Linked DNA regions of Sus scrofa: region 2 is linked to region 1. A link is a contact called in public HiChIP or PLAC-seq data. All regions are on one chromosome and are shown on one strand. The core of a region is the stretch at or near the end of the contact, and the rest is flanking DNA. Distances in the headings are between cores, read along the strand shown. Region 1 holds the start of PARD3B (partitioning defective 3 homolog B). Region 2 holds the start of NRP2 (neuropilin-2).

What was found. HiChIP or PLAC-seq counts read pairs in DNA pulled down with a chosen protein or histone mark.
Region 2: an H3K27ac HiChIP or PLAC-seq map of skeletal muscle shows a contact between it and region 1, with 6 times the contacts expected there. The contact joins the promoter of NRP2 here to the promoter of PARD3B in region 1. A contact is called at or near these places in 1 of 5 promoter capture datasets (liver), 2 of 47 Hi-C or Micro-C datasets (embryonic fibroblasts and heart right ventricle) and 1 of 2 datasets of contacts at active chromatin or transcription factors (skeletal muscle).

What each region holds. Positions count from the first base shown.
Region 1 is chr15:107,879,334-107,884,792 of Sscrofa11.1, reverse strand. It overlaps PARD3B (partitioning defective 3 homolog B), which reads right to left and starts at 2,296. Exons shown (of 23, transcript XM_021075045.1): 1 at 1,643-2,296. The coding sequence starts at 1,762.
Region 2 is chr15:108,971,656-108,977,147 of Sscrofa11.1, reverse strand. NRP2 (neuropilin-2) reads right to left here and starts at 2,445. Exons shown (of 17, transcript XM_021076240.1): 1 at 1,440-2,445. The coding sequence starts at 1,512.

The DNA of each region.
Region 1 (5,459 bases), core at 1,047-3,546:
TAATAATGATTAAAAAATAAGTTTATCATCTCAGTAAAATAACCCTTCAATGAGATCTATTTTAATAATTTGTCTAGAATAATGCTGCTACTTTTAACCTTAGCTTACTTTCAGAAGTTAGGGAAATATGATTTCAAAGACAACTTGAAACTAGTTGTGTAATTCTCAGTTTTTAACTGAATTATACAATATAAACAGCACATGCTACTGTAACAATGGAAAAAAAAACTTTTGAATGGATACTCAGTTTTATTAGCCACTTTGATATTTTTTCACTTTTTGCCTCAATTCCATTAGTAAACCATCCAGCTTTGGAGATGATATTTAATATATTAACAGGCCATTCATTATGCTCTTCTCCAACTCTTGACTGTTCAGAGCAGCTCACACATGTATTCATCCAGACAATTTTTTCCTGTATAATAACTCTTAGTGGAGGCACAGAAAGTGCAAAGATTTTCTTGGATGCCTCAACTGCATATTTAGAAGAAACAAAATTGCTTTTATGCCTTGGGTAACCTAGAAGACATTAAAAGAAATTACCTCTTCCTATCATTAAATTGCCCAACGCATTAATTCTGCAGTTCCCACAGCACGAGAACAAACATTAAGAGAACAAATGGCCTCTAAGGCAAGAGTTTATGACTTGTCCTGTTTGAGGAGGATTTGGGGCAAACAAGATGTCCCAACTAAGGATTCAGAAAATGGAAAGATGCTCTTGAATGCCTCCAGTTAAAGGTGCCATCGAAGAAGACGGAGAGGCCCAGCCTGTTAGCCAAACACCTGTGTTCCAGAGTCCAGCTAGGTCTTCTGAACATGCACTGCAGATTAAACACTCTTCCAGAGCTTCACTTAATTTTCTTTTGTTCCTGACTTCAGGAACAGAGCTGGGGAATAGTCTTGGTCCTCATTTCAAAAGTCACTCCAGACCTGACACAGTCTACACATGTCCACAGAATGTGTGATGTTAAAGTAAAACCAGCAAAGTGTAGACCGGTTGGTGTAAAGCAAACAGCATCCTTCCATCTGACATCCTGCATAATCATTATGGGAGGGCAGCCCAGGAGGCTGAAATTCCAAGGGCCCAATCAGTTACAACTTCTGAGTGTCTGTTACTTGAACCAATCAACTTTCTAGCCCAAGGAGTAGAAGCGGAGCAGGCCTCTGGGCAGGTCAAAAATCACGCCTGAGGTGAGCAGCACCTTCAACCTTTCCCTAGAGATCTGTTCACTCAAACAACTTCTAAAGCAGTCAATGCTTCACAAATTCCAGGGGCCATTCCAATCACCTGGAAGCTTGTTGAAAAGCAGATTCTGAGGCCATGAGTTTGGACTAGGGCACCAGAGGGTGCATTTCTAACGAACCCTCCAGTGATTCTGATGCTGCGGTTCTTCCCACCATCCACGGAGAAGCAAGGCCCACAGTCGCCCATAGATACTCAGGTCACTCATATTAGCAACATACAAAAGTTGAGGCCACAGGTCTCGACAAATCAAGCACCCGGGCGCTCTGCGTCCCCAGGGCTTCCCACCCTGTCCTGGGGCACCTGGCAGGTGCCAGGGCCGCGGAGCGCTCCCAGGTGACCCGCCCGTGGCCGCGCCCCTCCTCCGCCCCGCCCGCGCGCCCCCAGCGCCGCGCCCACCTTCTCCCGGGTCTTCAGGTATCGCTGCAGCGCCTGCTGCGTGAGCTCCCGGACGTGCAGCTGGCCCTCCTTGCAGGGCACCACGATGCCGGTCTTACCGAAGCACACGGTCACTTTCATCCTGGTCTGCAGGCGACCACGCCGGGCCGGCCGAACAGGTGTCTAGGCCGGCGGACACAGCCCTCACTTTCCGGGGGCGCCCTGCGAGGGCGGGCACGGAGACCCGGGCGCCTCTCCCCAGCGCCCCTAAGGGCCGGGAACTCAGAGCAGCGCCCTTTCGCCGCGGACTGGCGGCCGCCGGCGGGCGGGAATCAGGGAGAAGGCAGCAGCGGGAAGGGCTACCTCCCAGGTGGCGGGGGCTCGGGGACCCGGCGGTCCCGGGACCGGGATGCCCCTCTTGCTCTTGCTCCGGCCCGGCCCAGGCAGCTGCTCAGCGCCCGCCAAAGCGAAACTGCCGGCCCAGCCTGGCCCTCGCCCTGGCCCTGGTGGCGGCAGCGGCGGCAGCCGGGCGGCCGGCCCCAGGCCCCGGGCTAGAGTGGGCGGCGGCGGCGGCGCGCGGGGCCGGAGTTGGGAGGAAAGTTTTGCGCCGGATCCCAACTCCTCCGCGGCGCGCGGCGCTCTAGGCTCCTGCGGCCCTGGGGCCGGCCTGGGCCCGGCTCTTAAAGGGGCCGCGGCGCTCCCCGGCCCTGCCGTGCACTCAGTGGCGCGGGGCGGGGGCCGTGCGGGGCGGTAACTGGAGCCCGGAGACTCGTCCCCTCCCTCAGTCTCTCCCTGGCTCTGTCCCTCCCGCTCACACATGGAGTTCTAGGGAATTGTAACGGGACCTCAGAACTCCCCACCGGGGGATTGAAACCGGATCTCATAAAGTACACTCGAGGGAATAGCTGGGAGCTGCAGAGCTACACCCTTAAAACGAGGGGATTGGAGCAAGATTCGAGAAGAGCCGGGGAGCAGGTGCTTCTCGCCACGCCCACAAATACTCCCCAAGGCTGAAGGCTCACAGGTACTGAACTGCAGGGTTGGCCCCAAGGGCCTATTAGGAACTTGGTCCTAAGGACAGCTTCTCGCCTGCTCTCTGAAGCCCTGAGACAGAAAAACTGAAGGGATTCTTGGAGACAACGTGGGATTGGAACCGTTAAGGATGAGAACGCTCAGTATTCCCCCAAAGGTTACATTCAGACCCAGATATGACTGCATGTGTTCACATATATCCTTCTGAAATGTGCTTCCTGTTGTTTGTTTAACTAGAAAAAAAAATTAACACGTTTAGGTTCATGATTTCGGCAGGTGTGTATCCATCATCAAATGAAATTGGCATATCTTGGGGGGGGTGTCAAAAATAGCATTTGTACCATTCTTAGCTCACACATCAGTGAGCTTCTTTGAGCCTAATAACAAGTTTGTAAAGTAGGAATTACATTTCTCATATTATCGTGAAAGAACAGTACCCAGGGAAGTTAAGGGAATGAACTGACCATGGAATTAGTTATGCTAAGAGGAACTTCATTCTTCCAAACCTCTCCCACACCGTTTTCTTACAAGTTCCTCTAGGCTACATCATGCATTTCTCTAAATTAAAAAAAAAAAAAAAAATTTCCTATGTCAAGATGCACTTAAATTGAACTTGACGTGCCTATGACAGTAAAACAAAGCACAGGAGATTAAATTAACAAACTCATGGGTTTTGAGAGGTTATATTTGTTAATTCATACATGTCATATATATATATAATATGGTATGTACAGGGCCTTTTATCAGGTCAATGGCATCAAAGAGGATCATGCAGACTAAGTTGATTTGAGGAAGACATATATTAGTATTATTCTGGTCACTAATCCAATGCAAACTAACTTAAATAAACTGAAGACAGGATCTATTTTCTTATAAAATCAGAAGAGCCAAAGAGTGTTCCTTTAAGGCAGATTGAATCCAGAAACCCAAACAATGTCCTTAGAGGCTATTTCTTTCCATCTCTTGGCTCTGTGTCCCTCTGTTGCCACCATTCTCAGGCTCTCCCCAAAGGGGGCAAAGATGGCCACCCCCACTGTTTCAGGTTTACATAGCCTTAAAGCCAGCCATCTAAAGCATCTCTGAGCCTTTTGCTGGCGAGGACTTGCATATCCAAGCTTAAGTCACATAAGCCCCCTCTGGCGAAATGAATACAACTGTGGCTGGCCAGTCCTGGTTCACCTGCCGCTAAATCATAAGGACTGAGACCAGAGAAAGAGCAAACCCCAGCTGAGGAAAGGGGAAAAAGAAAAACCCATTTAGCTCAAAATATAAGATTGCTTCCCACCCTCAAGGGTCTTAAAGATAGTAGGGGAGATAAGGCCTACAGATGTGAGAGGTTCAAAAGAAACTATGAAACAGCAATAAATTTGATAATTTTGCTGAACATGATTAATTTAGATGCATGCAAAGTACTGTTCTGGTTGAAGATAGGTAGATAGATAGACATTACATATGTATGTATATACACATATATAAGTATGCATCTTCTGTATCTAGATTTTATTTTTCTTTGCAATAGCATTATGAGATACTTTTGTTATCTTCCGTTTAGAGATGAAGGAAGGACCATTAAAATGGCATTCTTAGAAATCGCCAAGGCTGGATTAGAAGCCAGGGAGTCTGACTCCATGTCTTCAGAGTAATGGCTATGCTGATCTTACATGGAAAGTACCAAATGAGTAGAGCAAACAAATGCTAATGCAGTGCATTCATATGTGACACGTTGAATATTATGTGATCATGTAGCATGGTACAGAGCAAAGATTTTTAAGTGATGAAATAACTTTGCATGTGACCATTCTTCATGCTTCCTGGCTTTTTTTCTTCTTCACACTTGTTCCCGACTCCTCCTCTTCCCTTCAGATAATGAATAGCTCCTGCTCTTCTTCACATCACAAACTTCCTCTCAGCCCAGCTTTAGCCGCCCAGCTTTAGCCTCTCACGAGTACCTAGAGCCCAGACCTACTGTCCTGGCTTTAAGAAGCCCAAGTCAACCACGAAGGATACTCAGTTTCCCCAAATGCCACTCACAGAAACAGTGGAATCAGGCCCTGTGGATGCAGGAGAGGTTGTGAGGTGTGAGAGGAAAAAAGGACGAAGGTAGGCACAGATATGAACAGGTCATTGTACAGCACAGAGGGAAATTTAATGACCCAAGTTAGTAATTATCAAGAGTTTCCCATTTACATTTCATGTTTATTAAATAGCCAGATTTAAAGCGTTTTTTCACCCTTATCACAGACATACATGGAAACAATTTATCATATATTAAGAAGTGATATAAAAGATCATGATTGCAACACACAGATGATCATGCCCAGCAAATTCCTCAGGTGGTATTTCGTGCCCTGTGGGACCTCCTGGGCAGAAGACAGTAAGTAAATTGTGTGGATTGAGTAACGCTAGAGGATTCCAGGCCTGAGCTCCATTCTCTTGTTTTGCTTTTGCATAGATAAATAATTCCTGTGGTATGATATTTTCCCACTTGTTATCCAATAGTTTAGCACGTTTTGGAGTAGCCAGTGAAAATGCCTTATGCAGAGAACGGTAATATTGACCAATATTATTAAGATGCTCTGTGTTGTGGAAAGTATAACTAAAATGTCAGGTACCATTGGGTGTATATTGACGAAAGAATGATAGTTTTTAATATGTAGTTGACCAGTCATCCATTTGGATGTTTTGCACTGTTAAAAAAGAAAATATTTTTACCTTTCAAGGAATTATTTATAACAAGCTCTATCACAAAAAAATTAATTGAATGGGATATAATCTTTTTTCCAAGACTTTTGGGGCAATTAGTATA
Region 2 (5,492 bases), core at 1,196-3,695, 1.1 Mb before region 1:
TGGGGAGCCACAGTAAATCTCCCCAAGTGGGACCTGCGCCCATCTCTTTGATAAGATTTGCAGCTGCCCTGAAGATCAGTTATGGCAGAGAAGAAGGAGCACCCTTGTGGATTTGGATAGCAAGGGCATTCCTGAATCTTCCTTCCCCTCAAATAAACACCTAAGATTCAAGTGGTGTGTGTTCATGTGTTGAGGAGTGAGAACTAGAGTCCCAGGCTCCCACAGGATCCACTCGCATGGCTGTGATGAAAGAGGGCTGGGGAGGCTGCAAGGGCTTAGTCCTCCCACTGCCCAGGCAGCCTTAGAAGTGCCTCCGGGTAAAAGCACTTCAGGAAGGCTTGTCTTCTCTCTTGCTCTTGTCCCTGGTGCCTCCAGGGATGGCTTTCCCATTCTCCATCACCTGTAGCAGTTTCTGAGTTTTGTCAGAAGCCAGCCACTGCTGTCAGAGGGGAGAGAGGGTGACCCTGGAGAATAGGGTAGGGAAGCAAGATTAAGCCCCACTGGAGTCCCTGGAACCAGAGAGCCCTTCTCTGAGAATGTACCCCTAGCCAGGTTTCCCTCCACAAATTCTGGCCCCAGACTGTTCTGGGCCTTGCAATGCTTATCTCTGCAGTCTGTCCACACACCCTTTTTGGCAGTGGTTGAGAACAAATTCCACTCCAAAGTTTCTAACCACTTCACAAGAGTGAGAGACCTTTGAGAGCCACACAGTTTGTTTTATCTAATAATTTTTTTAAAAGAACATATGATTTACTTCCCCAGAAAACACATGGATGCAGGAAAGAGAGCTGGACAGCCAACCACCTCGATTGCCAGCAGCACCCAGCCCCAAGCCCCTAGCTCAGCCGCTAGGCAAGTTACTCCATCAGCCTGAGCCCAACAATTCTGAGCTCACCCACACATTCCTCAAAGAATCTACAGCATTGGAAAACCCAAACTAGACTCTTGTACTTCCCAGGCCCTTCAGTTAGCATTGCTCAATGAGTGTAGCTAAGTGGAGAGAATGCAAATGATTTATATTTTGCTGGCTAGGTTGAAGAAACTCATGGGAGATGTGTTCTGCTTCAAGACGGGAAAAAAAATTCCCCAAAACTGTAATGCAAAGGCTTTGTAGTATTTTTAAACCTTTGATTCAGTCCATATGTGACATCTGAACACCGCCAAATTCTGTCTATGTTTCAAAACACACACACACACACACACTCACACTCACACACTCCTAGCAGGAGAGAAAAGTTGAGTTTTAGCCGTGGTGGTGCTGGTGGTGGTGCTGCTGCTGGTGGTGGTGTAGGGAGGGATCTCTCTCTAAATAATTCAGTATCGAGCATCCTCCTTCTATGCTATTGCGTGTGGCCCCCTGCATTAGCAGTTGCTTTTAAAGGTAAAGGCATGCTGAAATAGATTGGGGAAAAAAAAAAAAAAACCGTTCAGGGGCTTACCTGGTTGGCCTGTCACTTGGAGTCCTGAAAAGTAGAGAGCTAAGAAAATCCAGGTGAGAGGAAACATATCCATGTTGGAGAAGGAGGCTTTCTCCAGAGCTGTTTTGGTAGCTTTCTTGCACAATTAGAAGTCTTTTGTGTTTTTCTCTCTCTTGTGTTCTTCCTTGCAGTGTCCTCTGCAAAGGTTTCTACTGGTCAGTGTTTCCCTCCTGGCTCTTGGCGGCCGGTCTTCACCTTTCTTCTTGCTGGGTCCCCACCTCACCAGGAGGAAGGAGGGTCGCTCCTGAAGTCAGCAAAGAGGGAGCAAGCCAAGAAGAGAGGACGCGTTTCCTCTCCTAAAAACAAAACGCATCTATGTCCTCTCCAGTTCCTCAAAGTATCATTTCCTTTATCCTACAACATCACGAATATTTCCCGTAAGCCAAGGGTAAAACAAGACAAAAATAATAAAAATAAAAGCCAAGACTTGCCTTGGGCATCACACGGCCCCCAGGCAGCTGTGCGATCTCAGAGGCGTAAACTGACACACATCCCCCGGCACCCGGGACCGACACGCGGGCGGAGGCACCGACCGCCGGACGGCCCGAGTGGGAGGCGGCCGCCCAGTTCTTGCCCTCGTTGCGTTCCCCTAGCGGGAGCCTTCCCTAACGGCTACACCCGCTCGGCCAGCCTCACGAGGGGAGTCTGAGGAAGGAAGCTGCGGCGGCGGCGGCGGCTGCTGTTGCTGCTGCTGGTGCGGCGGCGGCTGGGATCGCCTGGGAGTGAGCGAGCCCCTCTCCGAGTTCGCTCGCGCCCGCCCTCACCTCCACCTCGCCCAGCGCCTTGCCCAGTGTCTGCGCGTCTGAGGATGTGCTGGGGGCGGGCTGCGGGCTGGTGCCTCGCTCGCGTTCTCTGCTTCCCCTCCGGCTCCCCCCTGCCTTTTCAGGCCGAGCAGCATGTGGATGTCAGAGCCGCGGCAGAGCTATCCGATTACGCGCCGGCTCAGGGCCCGCCCCTTCTGTGTTCCTGATTAAAGAGGCAGCCGCGGAGACGCGCGGCGCAGAGCCGAGAGCCGCGGCACCCAGCTCGGGCGGGGCGGCGGCGGCGGCTTCCCCCCACCCCCTCCGCGGCCGGATCAAAGTTAAGGCAGCTCCCACCCTACGGCCCCTTGGCCACCTGGCACCTCCCGCCCACCCCGGGCACCACTGTGCCTGGCTGCGCAGCGCCGCCCGTGCGTAAAGCTGCAGAGAAGGAGCGCCCCCGGGTACCGCCAGGGCGCACTGCCCTTGGCGGCTTCGCCCCCGCCCGAGGGAGACTCCGCGGGAAACGGAGGAAATTCTTTTTCTCCCCCGATTCCCTGACTCCGGTGCCACACACGTAGAATCCAACACAGTGCCACGCGCAATGGCGTTGCCAGAGGAGTTGGGTGGCGAACGGTGTTTGAAGTAGGGAGAGAGCCAGGCGGCAGCTCAGCCATGCGTTCGCACAGGCAGCAGTGCGTGGCGGCGACACATACGGTCAGCCCCGGCTGAATAAAACCCCAAACACAACCTGCGTTTTACTACTCGGTGCCTTCCTGGTGTCCCAGACATACTGCTTTCTTTTCTGGGGGAAGATTGAGTTTTCCCTGGGCTCCTAACTTGTAACCATCAAAAGAAGGGGAAAGACTTTCTTCAAAGAAAATTTGCAGGTAATTACATTGGATTCCCCCAACCCTCCAGAAAAGTCCAGGCACACGAAGGCTTCTCAAACTGCTACTGTAACTACTTCTAATCACATTTTCCCCATGGAAATGTGGTCACCACGCCGAGAGAAACAAAACAGCATTATGCCAACTATTTTTAAATGGAGGCGTGAAAACTGTTTAGAGGGAGCTGCGAGCTAACAGTTGGGAAAACACTTGTATCTTTGTTTCTGAGGATGGCTTTGTGGGTTCCAAACTGTCTTGCTTCACTAGGCACCTATTATTGCATTGTCATAAAGACTCTTACAGGAACAGTCTAAATAACACTCTGCGTATACCTTTTCTGCCACTCGGCAGATTAAGAAAAATAAAGTTTCAGTGACAAGAAACACACACATCTGACTATCCCATTTATTTCTCTGCTTGTACTTGTGGATTCTTCTGGGTGGTTTTCCTCCTTATCTGGACTTGCCATTAGCTTTGTTTATCACTTTTAGTGTTTGAAAAATCTGTAACTCCCACTTAACTGTTATTTACACTGAGATAACCAAAACAAAATTGAATCAGAAGTGATTTGCAAATAGTTGAGCCAAGCCATGGAAGGATTTTACAGTGCCGTGTAAATCCACAGGCTGCCTATCGCACTGTTAATCTTAGATGCCTGGTTTGAAAGGGCATTTAACCGAGGCCTGGAGAGTTCTTCCAGTGAGCATATCCCCTGGCTGGTCTAAAGATTACCTTCCATTTCTTTCTTTCTTTCTTTCTTTCTTTCTTTCTTTCTTTCTTTCTTTCTTTCTTTCTTTCTTTCTTTCTTTCTTTCTTTTCTCTCTCTCTCCACCCCTTTTTTTCCTCCTTCCTTCCTGGACTTGAAAGCACATCCACATTGTTAAAAAATTTCTTCTCTACTTTTTTCCTGTTTAAATGTCAATTGCGGAGTTCCCATCATGGCTCAGCGGTTAAGGAACCGGACTGGTACCCATGAGGACACGGGTTGGATCCCTGGCCTTGATCACTGGGTAAAGGATCAGGCATTGCCGTGAGCTGTGGTGTAGGTCACAGACGTGGCTCAGATCCTGAGTTGCTGTGGCTGTGGCATAGGCCTGTGGCTATAGCTCCGATTGGACCCCTAGTCTGGGACCCTCCATATGCCTCGGGTGTGGATCTAAAAAAGACAGAAACAACAACAGCAACAAAAATGCCATTTGTAAAGAAGGACCTCCTACTCCCCAAATTTTAATGGTGTAAAGAGACAGCCTGGATTTTGAGCCTTAATTGAAGAGCTCAGCTTCTATAATTGCCAAGGTACTAACCTAAGGACAAAGAGCATTATCTTCAGTGACAGAGGCTGAATGAGGAGAGTCATTTAGTATCACTTCCCTGCACCACTCACCAGCCCTGCCAAACCAATCTAGCAATTGCCCAACATGGAAGAATTCTGTTTCTGAGAACATTATAGCTGGAGTTTAGGTGAAGGGAGGAGAGAAAGCAAAAGTCAACTGAAGCCCATGGGGAAACCATAAGAATGAAACTCTGGACTTCCGTTCTTGGGGTCTCAGTGTTGAGGGTCCCCGTCAGGCTATTCTGTGGGTCTTTCGGTCCTGAAGGGAGAGGGTCTGTTTCAGTGTTCTGTTCCAGGACCTTATTCCTAGCATTGTGGGTTTTAAGTTTTCAGAGGTGTCATTAAGAAGGAGCTGAATTACTTCCTGGCAGTTCTCAGTACAACTGTTGCAAGACTTCCCATCTGTTCTCTTGAGTGAAGTCCTGACTTCCTGCAGTTGGGTGGAAAAGGGGTCCTTGGTTCAGAGCCCCGGGGATTCGCAGCGGCCAGAGCACTTTTAATCCTCTAGGGGGCAGCACTCAATAAATAATGGTAACTATCTTCAGTGGCATTTCTGGTGGTGCTTTTCCTTCCAGGGGCTCACAGACCTTTAGCAAAGCAGGGAAGATTCAAAGTGAGAGTGGCTGTCCCCCAGCCCCCTCTGAAGAAGAGCCCACGGACCCAGGGAGGACTTAGAATTGCTTTAATCCTGGATTTCCAAGGACTCTTGGGAACTAAACACAAATCCCACCTGTGCCTGATGGAAAATGAATCTTTAGGTAAATTCTCCAGACTGGGACTGGCTCGGACCTGCCAGTTCGTTTTTTTGTCTAGACTGGAATCTCAGGGGGTTGGCTGCAGTTGGTTTGCTTCGGTTTCAACCAGAGATGCAGGGGTGAGGAGACTTCCACTGTATTTTTCATTATTATGTCAGTCCACATCCTTGACCTAGAGAGAAGCCAGCCTACCAAAGGTAGTAGTATTGACAGAAACAATGAGATTGTCAACAGAAACACCCAACTGACTAGAGAAAACGGGTGAGACAGCTAACTAGTGAAGTCGAGATTCCAGG